2 separate regions of the Mus musculus genome follow, and region 2 is linked to region 1. Evidence: chromatin contacts called from public HiChIP or PLAC-seq data. All regions are on one chromosome and are shown on one strand. Each heading gives the region's core, a stretch centred on a gene start, on an enhancer-like site or on the middle of the called end of the contact. The rest is flanking DNA. Distances are from core to core; before and after follow the strand shown. Region 1 holds the start of Arpin (actin-related protein 2/3 complex inhibitor). Region 2 has its middle 28 kb from the start of Zfp710.

The links. HiChIP or PLAC-seq counts read pairs in DNA pulled down with a chosen protein or histone mark.
Region 2: an H3K4me3 HiChIP or PLAC-seq map of intestinal villus epithelium shows a contact between it and region 1, with 12 read pairs. The contact joins the enhancer-like site here to the promoter of Arpin in region 1. A contact is called at or near these places in 9 of 39 promoter capture datasets (the 3T3-L1 cell line, 3T3-L1-derived adipocytes, embryonic stem cells and 4 more), 26 of 484 Hi-C or Micro-C datasets (the AML12 cell line, the C2C12 cell line, the CH12 cell line and 18 more), 9 of 115 datasets of contacts at active chromatin or transcription factors (T-cell acute lymphoblastic leukemia, bone marrow-derived dendritic cells, bone marrow-derived macrophages and 5 more) and 1 of 9 other capture datasets (pancreatic islet).

The regions. Positions count from the first base shown.
Region 1 is chr7:79,931,978-79,936,711 of GRCm38.p6, reverse strand. It overlaps Arpin (actin-related protein 2/3 complex inhibitor), which reads left to right and starts at 1,448. Exons shown (of 6, transcript NM_027420.4): 1 at 1,448-1,559. The coding sequence starts at 1,468. It overlaps Gm31966 (a long non-coding RNA gene), which reads right to left and starts at 1,273. Exons shown (of 3, transcript XR_391645.4): 1 at 532-1,273.
Region 2 is chr7:79,996,075-80,001,230 of GRCm38.p6, reverse strand. No RefSeq gene overlaps it. Among named protein-coding and RNA genes, the nearest start is that of Zfp710, 28 kb to the left of the region's middle. Within about 2 kb of position 3,275, at least 17 of the 459 cell types and tissues checked have an H3K27ac peak or open chromatin away from gene starts, as enhancers often do. A contact at or near this core is called in bone marrow-derived macrophages, intestinal crypt epithelium and intestinal villus epithelium, where this site is marked.

The DNA.
Region 1 (4,734 bases), core at 199-2,698:
AGAGGAAGGAGGCAGAGGAGTCAGGTGCCTATGAGCCTAGGACTTGCCAGAGGACACAGAGGACAGTCCTCCCCAGAGGATTGTTGTCCTTCTTTCTGGGAATTACAGAGCTGCCTGACAGGTCCAACATAGGCTGGGGTTGACTAGTCACAGACATCCTGTCTAGGGTCTGTTACATTTTTAGGGATCCACAAAACTATATTTTTGGAGCTGAGGATGTGGCTTGAGAAGACTGTTTGCCTAACGTTCATAAAGTCCTGGATTGAACCCCCAGTACCAAATAATCCAGGTGCAGTGGGTGGCCCACACCTGTAATCCTGGTTCTTGGGGAAGTATTGTAAGGAGAAAGGGGTTTGAAGTTATCCTTGGCTACATAGCGAGTTCAAAGCCAGCCTGAGATACATAAAATAATGTCTTAAAAATATTTATATTTTGTTAAAAGAGGAAGGACCCTTAAAAATAAAGTGTCTGAGACCATTCTGTGGTGATACTATGTGGGAGAGAGAGCTCCTTCCAAAGCTAACAACTCACCCTGGACTCTCGGGTATCTTCATTGTGGCTGAGGCAGGGGCACACCTGGCACAACAGAATGTGGCCACCTGCGCCAGAATTTGGCACAAAGGAGCCAATAAAACAAGACGATTTCCCAATGATTTCCGGGTCGGAGGAGATTCCCGGGTGCAGGCTGAGAATAAAAGGCTTGCAGACACTCTGGAGCAAAGGGCACTGTGGGGCTAGAGAAGCGATCGATCCATCCGAATCCTTGAGAAGTGTGAGACAAAGTAATGAATGCTATGTCCACGAGACTAGGAGAGGGAGAGTTCTATCTTTACAAACCATTAGACACGTTTCTTTCTATTTTTGCTGAGCAAGAAGCGTAGGCTCATTAAAGGTTGAGGAACTTGCTGGGATTGCAGAGATTGAGGTTTCCCTTGCTGCAGATCTGACCTATCCCTACTCCGTCACACATTCTGGGAACTCCCCTAAGCCATTGCGGAACCACGGGGAGGTCCAAAAGGGCAGAGTCCATGGAGACCGCTCTGTGGTTCCTCGTTGCTGTCCCGTCTTCTCCCTTCCTGCTCCCTGAGAAAATGTCCTACCAGAACAGATCCCAAGAAAGATCTACTTTCCTAAGCTTCAAGGCCGCTTTTTTGTATATTGATGTGTTTTGAGACAGAATCTCTGTATAGTACAGATGGGGACCGAACTCTCGATCTTTCTGTCTTAGTCTATAAGGACATGAAGGACAGTGGTCATTCCAAAAGCCCCCTGTTACTGCACGAGGTCTGGCTGTCAGGAATGAGGCTCGGCCCCTTTAAGTCCCAACTGGGAACGCCTCGGACTAGCTTCCCGGATCTGTTAACCCGGGAAGCTGGTGCTGCAGCGACCTCCAAGCTCCTGTCCCCGAGGTGCCCCGCCCTACGCGCCGGTTGCTTCCTGGAGCCACAGGGCCTCGGCGTGGGGAAAATGAGCCGCATCTACCAGGATAGCGCCCTCCGCAACAAGGCCGTGCAGAGCGCGCGCCTGCCGGGAACCTGGGACCCTGCCACCCACCAAGGGTAGGATGTGCTCTGTCCATCCGGTTGCTGGCCAGAGATGGGTTGCACTTTCTTCCGCGGCTGACCAGGGGTGGGTTGTACTCTGTCCACCGGGCCAGGGACTCCGCTACTGGCCAGAGGTGGGCTGTGCTTCCCTCCCCTTCCCACATTGTTAGCCAGATGTGGACTGGGCAAGGGAACTGCCAGGATTGGCTGAGTCGGGGCCCTGGCCCCTACTATGGCCAGCCGTAGTGGCCTGGGAGCATCCCTGGGGCCTGGGCTCCCTGGAGCATCCCTGAGGCCTCTGTCGAACTCAAGATCTGAGTCCTGCTCAAAGATTGATGGGGGTTGGGGGTGTAGGGGACACTGGGGAGAGAAACTGGGGTTGCCAAAACCACCCCAGGCATCCAGCTGGCTCTTCCCAAGGTCCCTGGCCAACACACGCTGGGAAGACAGATAAACTTGAAATTCCCGCCTGCAAGAATATCCACTGGAGGGATGCCCAGACTCCCAAATGGAACTACAGAGGCGGTGCTGGGGTTCCCACTGACCTCCGTCTTTTCCCCACACCAGGGCTCTAAACTCTAGCCATCTGTCACACTGCATCACTGGTGACCAGTTTGTGGTGTGGCAGGAACAATAGAGGGAGGGTGGGAATATCCGGAGGGTAATAAGCAGGATGGACAATTTCATTTACAGTCAGAAACAACAAGAATTATTCTACATGAAAGAAGCCAGGCCCAGAAAACCAAAATATCGCGTCATCTAGGAAGTGGAATCTAAAGTCCAACTCATAAGGTCTCCAGTGGAGCAGGTTCAGTCAAAGGGGGAATAAGTTCTGAGGATATAATGTATACATAAATTTGGTGGTGTGAGTCATTATGCAATGTGTACATATCAAGTTTTCTTGATAAATGCCTTCGATATAACCTGTCTTTGTCAGTTAAATATTTTTGGAAATAATTTAAGAGTAATTAGAGGCAAGGAATCCTGACCCAGCCCTCTTCCACAGTCTGTCTTCTTAGACCCACCCTTTTCCCCAGGTTAATGGTTTCAAAGTGGAAAGTCCCCAGGTCCCCAGGTCCCAGGTTCCCCTTTTATAGAATGATAAGGAGCCAGTTCTGGTTCTGGTTCCACTCTGTGTGGGATGCCGTGATTTTGGGCTAATTCCCACATCTCAGAGTCTCTAATTTCCAGCTGTCTGGTGACAATAGCCATCTCCTTGATGACCATGTAGGTATGAATGGGAACAGGAGCATGGAGGTTCTTTAAAGTGGGCAAAGCCACGTCTCACCAGAGGACCTGGGTTCCATTCTTGGCACCCGCAGCAGGGGACTCAAAACTGCTTGTAAGTCCAGCTGTTGGGGATTTGGTTCCTTCTCTGGACTCCACAGGCACCAGTACACACCAGTATACATGCTTATACTCACACAGTCACACATACTTCCACATAAATAAAAAATAATAAAAGCACCCAGGTGTGGTGGCTCACAACCTTAATCCCAGTACTTGGAAGGCAGAGGCAGGTTGGTCTCTGAGTTCAAAGCAGTTTGGTTTACTTAGTGAGTTCCAGGACAGCTAGAGATACATAGGGAAATCTTGTCTTTAAAAAAAGGGGGAGAGGGGCGCTGGAGAGATGGCTCAGCAGTTAAGAGCACTGACTGCTCTTCTGAAGGTCCTGAGTTCAAATCCCAGCAACCATATGGTGGCTCACAACCACCTGTGATGAGATCTGATGCCCTCTTCTGGAATGTCTGAAGACAGCAACAGTGTACTTATATATAATAAATAAATAAATCTTAAAAAAAGGGGGGGGGGAATGAAAAAGGAAACCTGATTTATTGTACCAAAGACACTTGCTCAGGTTGGGGTCTGGGAATTACCACTCAAACCATACATACACCAACCTTAGTTAAGCAAGAACAGTTTATTGAACACCCATCATAATACTGGACGTCCAGGTCCACAGGAAGGAAAAACCTACCAGTCTGTCCTCAGGGCAGGCTTTTTATAGGAAAAAACAGGTTCAAAAGTTTTAAGGCAAGCCGGGCAGTGGTGGCGCATGCCTTTAATCCCAGCACTCAGGAGGCAGAGGCAGGAGGATTTTTGAGTTTGAGGTCATCCTGGTCTACAGAGTGAGTTCCAGGACAGCCAGGACTACACAGTCTAGAAACCCTGTCTCGAAAAACAAACAAACAAACAAACAAACAAACAAACAAAAGTTTGAAGGCAAGCAGTGAAGTGGTACAACATTTTTTTTTTTTTTTTTTTAGACAGGGTTTCTCTGTGTAGCCCTGGCTGTCCTGGAACTCACTTTGTAGACCAGGCTGGTCTCGAACTCAGAAATTCGCCTGCCTCTGTCTCCCGAGTGCTGGGATTAAAGGTGTGCGCCACCACTGCCCGGCATGGTACAACATTTTTGGCTAACATGACAAACTATTATCAGTCAGCCTTTAAGCTGATTGGTCCTGAGTGAGGTGAGAGGGTGGTGGACAGGTGGTGAACAGGGGAATTTCAGAACATTGAGATAACAGAGGACAAATGATTCAGCCTGAACTTTTTGGCTTATTAGTAACATTCTTTAGTGTCAGCTATGGATAATTACTTCTGAGAAATAAGAGTCTAGGAATCTGAACTTAATTTCACCTTAAGAGCAAAACGGAGACTGAATACAAAATGGTTATAGTTATGTTAAAAGGAACAGGCCTCAACACTCCCAAATTTGCTTAACTAAAAGTGTAGGACCATTTATTTATTTACAGCATTTTTGCTATGTATTAAAGGCTTGGCTTGAACTCACAGTGTCACCCAGGCTAGGCTTGAGCTCAGAGCAATCCTCCTTTCCTAGTGCAGGGGTTACAGATGTGCGTTGTCAAACCCAGCTGTAAAAAAATGCTTTACGTTTAGTCAGTGCTTCATAGTTTACACTTACCTTTGCGTTCATGACCTCAGGCTAGCCCAGCACCAGAGGAACACAGCGAGGCAGCTGTTTGCTCCTCCTTTGTGGGTGAGAATCCTGAGGGGTTGGTCATAATGATTTCTGAGGTATCTGTGGTGGTAGGGAGGCATCTCTTGGCCTTGGCATAGAACCTTCTCTTGGGAAGGTTCTTTGAAGCAATAGAGGAATGATGGTGGAAGCAGAGTGTGGTTCCTTTTTCCAGGCCTTCTCAGAGACAGGTGACAAGGAGACAGGGGT
Region 2 (5,156 bases), core at 2,026-4,525, 63 kb before region 1:
AAGAGGAGATAAAGCTTAATTATGAAATATCCCTCCAGGCTCATATGTTGAATACTTGGTCCCTAGCTTGTGGCGCTGTTTTAGGAGGTTCTGGAAACCTGAAAATGAGAACCCTACCCCAAAGGAAGTGAGCCGTCCCTTTGGCAGCAGGGGTGGGATGCGGATGGGGGTGGGGTTGGTGCTTTCCCCAAGCATCCATAGATAGAACCCTCTGAATCTATGAGCCCAAACAAGGCTCCTCCTTGGAGATGCTGTGTCAGGTGTTTGGGTCACTTGATGAAATAGAACTTAATACAGCAGCCATCTTGTTTTAAAAGAGAAGGCAGAACTGAGAAGGTAGAGACTTGGAGCTTCCTTGACCTCTTGATCAAGCTACACCTGAAGGTGGATCTGCTCCCGGGTTTTCCACTCTGTTAATCAGTATGTGTTCTTGCTTTAGCTAGTTTGGCTTGGGTTTTCTGTTGCTTGCAATCTCAAGATCTTTCCCTGGTTTTCCCTCTCTAGCATCCACATGCTCCTACCTGAGGGAGCCCCACGGCCAATTTGTGGGTCCCCGTGTTGACTTTATGCTCTGTCTCCTCTTCCTCTTTGGAAGATGAGTGCTTTGCATGCATCTCACTGAAGAGAAAGAAACTGTTTTGAAATAGTCTGAGCTCTAGTCTCCTCTGTGCCTCCAAATAGACGTGCCACATATGTTCCCGGGGTTCCAGCAGACACTCGAGAAGGAGCTGTCAACTGGCTTCCATCCTGAAACCCAGACAGTTCTGCAGGGAAGCAAAGACAGCCTCAGGCAGAAACACGGAGCCTAGGGAGCCAGGCCAAGCAGACCAGAACCCGTCCTGCCTCCCGAAACAGAAGTCAACCAGCTTCTTGAACAGTCAACCCAGCTGTCAAGGTAGGGAGGTGATCAAAGGTCTAGACCCAGGAGTCAGCTAGATCTGGGTATCATCTCCCTGATACTCCAGCTGTGTGCTGGGACAAGGTCCTACGTCTCTGGAGCCTCAGTTTTCTCCTCTGGCAAATGGGAGAGCAGGGCCCACTTCATAAAGTACTTTGTGGGGACTGAATGAAGGTCATACTGAGGGTTCCCATTGCTGTGATAAAACACCGTGAACAAAAGCAGCTTGGGGAAGAAAGAACTTGTTTTCGCTTATGGCCTGTAGTCCATCATCCAAGGAAGTCAGGGTAGGAACCTAGAGGCAGGAACTGAACCAGAGACCATGGAGGAGGGGGTGTAGTAAGCACTTTGGAATTTTGGTTTCTTTACAAAACACAGAAATATTATAAGAATATGTTTTCATTTTAATCCCAGGCGTGGGATACGGGGCTGCTTCAGATTGTCCACAGCAGCTGATTATGATTTACCTCGTGCTCTGGCAGGGGTGTGATTTTGCCAGCTGTGGATAGTTTTTGCGATTGTGTGAAGTCTGGGATTCTCGGGACTTTTCAGAGAATATATAAAAGCTAGGGCCCCAAGGATAGGTGAGTGTGTTGGTCATTTGTGTGTGTGACGGGGTGTTAGTTGGTTGTTGTGGGTCATGGTTGGTCATGGCTTGTTAAGTAGCCATGCGCAAGAAGAAACCACAACAGGAAGAAATTAGATATCCTGATGTCAAAGATCAACTTGCCTGGAGCGCCACACCCCTCATCAGCAGGAAGTAGTCTAAGGATAAAGTTGCCCCCTTTCTTTCCTTTTCTTTTTTCTTTTTTTTCGAGACAGGGTTTCTCTGTGTAGCTCTGGCTGTTCTGGAACTCATTCTGTAGACCAGGCTGGCCTCGAACTCAGAAATCCGCCTGCCTCTGCCTCCCTCCTTGCTGGGGTTAAAGGCATGCGCCACCACTGCCTGGCTAATTGACCCCTTTCTGACTCTGACTTTGTTCAGGGATCTCTTTCCTTTCCTTTCTCTTTTTCTCTTATCTAGTATTAGGGGGTTAGAAGGGTGGAAGAAAGAAGAACCCACAAAGCAGCCCAAGCCAGCTACAGAGGAGTTCTGCTCACAGGCTTGCTCTTTAGGGTTTGCCTGGTTTGCTTCCTTATAGCAGCCAACATCACCAGTCCAGGTTTGGTCACACAATTGCTCATAACCACCTCTAACTTTGGTTTCTGACAGCCTTTTCTGGTGTCCTCTGGCTCTGTGCACATAGGGTGCCCTTACATACTTGCAGGCAAAACATTTACATTTTTAAAAAGCTGTGGGGGTGGGGCACTTGCTTACTGCTAGCCTAGCTCCAGGTTCATTAAGAGAACCTGTCTCAAGGGAATAAATAAGGCAGGGAATAACAGTGCAGGACACCTGATGGCCTTCTCTGTCTCTGTACATATGCACAGGTGTAAGCAAGCCACTGCTCATGTGTACAAACACCAGACAGACAGACAGACACACATACACAGACACACACAGACACACACACACACACACACACACACACACTTGTAGTTTCAGTGAGAAAGGTTCTCAAAGGCTCATATCTTTAAAGATTTATTTATTTATTTTGGTTTTTTTTGAGACAGGGTTTCTCTGAATAGCTCTGGCTGTCCTGGAACTCACTCTGTGGACCAGGCTGGCCTCGAATATTTATTTATTTTTATGTATGTGAGTATGTGAATACACATACTGTAACTGTACAGATGGTTGTGAACCTTCATGTGATTGTTGGGAATTGAATTTTTAGGACCTCTGCTTGCTCTGGTCGGCCCCACTCGCTCAGGCCCAAAGATTTATTTATTATTATATGTAAGTACATTGTAGCTGACTTCAGACACACCAGAAGAGGGTGTCAGATCTCATTTTGGGTGGTTGCTGGGATTTGAACTCAGGACCTTCAGAAGAGTAGTCAGTGCTTTTACCCACTAAGCCATCTTGCCAGCCCTCATATCTTGAAATACTTGGTCTTTAGCTGGTGGCTCCAAGTCACTAGGGGGGAAGCTTTGGGGTTTCAAAAGACTCATACCAGCTGGCTGCTGCTGGTGGTGGTGGTGGTGTACACCTTTAATCCCAGCACTTGGGAGGCAGAGACAGGCGGATCTTTGTGAGTTTGAGGTCAGTCTGGTCTACAGAGTCTTCCAGGACAGCCAGCACTACACAGAGAAACCCTATCTCAAAACAAACAAGCAAGCAAGGAAGGAAGCAAACAAAACACCCTTGCCCCCACAAAACCAAACAAAGCCAACAGATCCAAGACATTTAGAGCAAGTGCTCTCTTGACTGCTGACTGTGGCTCACTGCCTGCCATGTGAGCTCTCTCCTGCTGTTCCTGCTGCCATCTCAGCCTTTGCTCCAGCATCATGGACTTTAACCCTTTGGAACTATAAACCCGATGAAACACTTTCTTTTATAAGTTGTCTTGGTCATGGTGTTTTATTATAGCAATACAAAATTAACTAAGACACACAAAGAAAAGGAACAGCCTACTCTTTAAGTGGAACTGACTGGAAAATTCAGGCAGAGAGCCATGAGCAACCTTCTGAATCTTTGCTACCTCATCTGTAAAATGGGCACATGGAGACCAACTCTAAGACTTGTGTGTGGTAGCCAGGCAGTGTTGGCACACGCCTTTAACCCCAGCACTTGGGAGGCAGAGGCAGGCAGATTTCTGAGTTTGAGGCCAGCTTGGTCGACAGAGTGAGTTCCAGGACAGCCAGACAAGAGAAACCCTGTCTTGGAAAAAAACCAAAAAAATCCAAAACAAAACAACAACAAAAAGACTTGTGTGGTACAATGAGTGCACAGAGGCTCCTGCCTGCTACATTTGTTGTTGGAAGTGCAGTAAGAGATGAGGACACCTTACCCTGGGCAGGCTCTGCAAAAGACAGCAGCACAACTGGAGTGAGGCTGCTCTTATCTTTATGTGGACAAAGTTGGTGTGTTACTTAGATGGGGATTTTACTTATGGTGAGAGAAGAGGAAGAGGAAACAGGAAAGAGGAAGAAAGGATCTCGGGAACTCTACAGTGCTGTGGAGGAAGAAGACACAGAGTGACCTCACCTTGGCGTCTTTAAGCACAGACTGCTATTCTCTGTGATCTAGTCCCACTAGTCTGAGAAGAGCTGAGTTCTAGCCATCACGCTTGAGGGCCTCAGAAATTCCTTTTAGTTCCAGCTGAGACATCTTCCTAATTGTTTTGTATTGACACAACAAAATGCTCAAGGCTGGGTACTTTTTTTTTTTTTCGAGACAGGGTTTCTCTGTGTAGCCCTGGCTGTCCTGGAACTCACTTTGTAGACCAGGCTGGCCTCGAACTCAGAAATCCGCCTGCCTCTGCCTCCCAAGTGCTGGGATTAAAGGTGTGTGCCACCACACCTGACGGCTGGGTACTTTTTAAAGAAAAGAGGTTTGCCATATGTGACATCCCAGCAACTCAGGAAGCACAGAAAGGAGGGTTGCTACACATATTCAGGCTAGTCTGGTTTACAGAGAGCATTCCAGGCATGTAGCAAGACTGTCACAATGTAAGCCGGGTGTGGTGGCGCACGCCTTTAACCCCAGCACTTGAGAGGCAGAGGCAGGCGGATCTCTGAGTTCGAGGCCTGCCTGGTCTACAGAGTGAGTTCCAGGACAGCCAGGGCTATACAAAGAAACCCTGGGTCAAAAAACAAAAAACAAAACATAACAAAAAGACGGTCACAATATGACAGATGGCACCGAAGACAAACCGCATCAAGGAAGAAACGTTAACAGGAGGGAAAGATTGATTTCATCGAATGACAAGAAGCCAGAACACAGTGAGGGGACTGGGCTAGCTGCCCCTACCCCGTTTTTGACATGGTCTCACTATGTAGCCCTTGCTGGCCTAGAATCTGCTCTGTAGACCAGGCTGTCCTTGAACTCACAGAAATCTTCTGTTTCTGCCACTTGAATGTTGGTGTGAGCCAACATGCTTGGCTAGCTCTTTATAAATATAACAAAACAGCTTTACCTTAAAAAACCCTTTTATTGGGCTGGCGAGATGGCTTAGTGGGTAAGAGCACTGACTGCTCTTCCGAAAGTCCTGAGTTCAAATCCCAGCAACCACATGGTGGCTCACAACCACCCATAATGAGATCTGGCACCCTCTTCTGGTGCATCTGAAGTCAGCTACAGTGTACTTATCTATAATAATAAATAAATCTTATCTATCTATCTATCTATCTATCTATCTATCTATCTATCTATCTA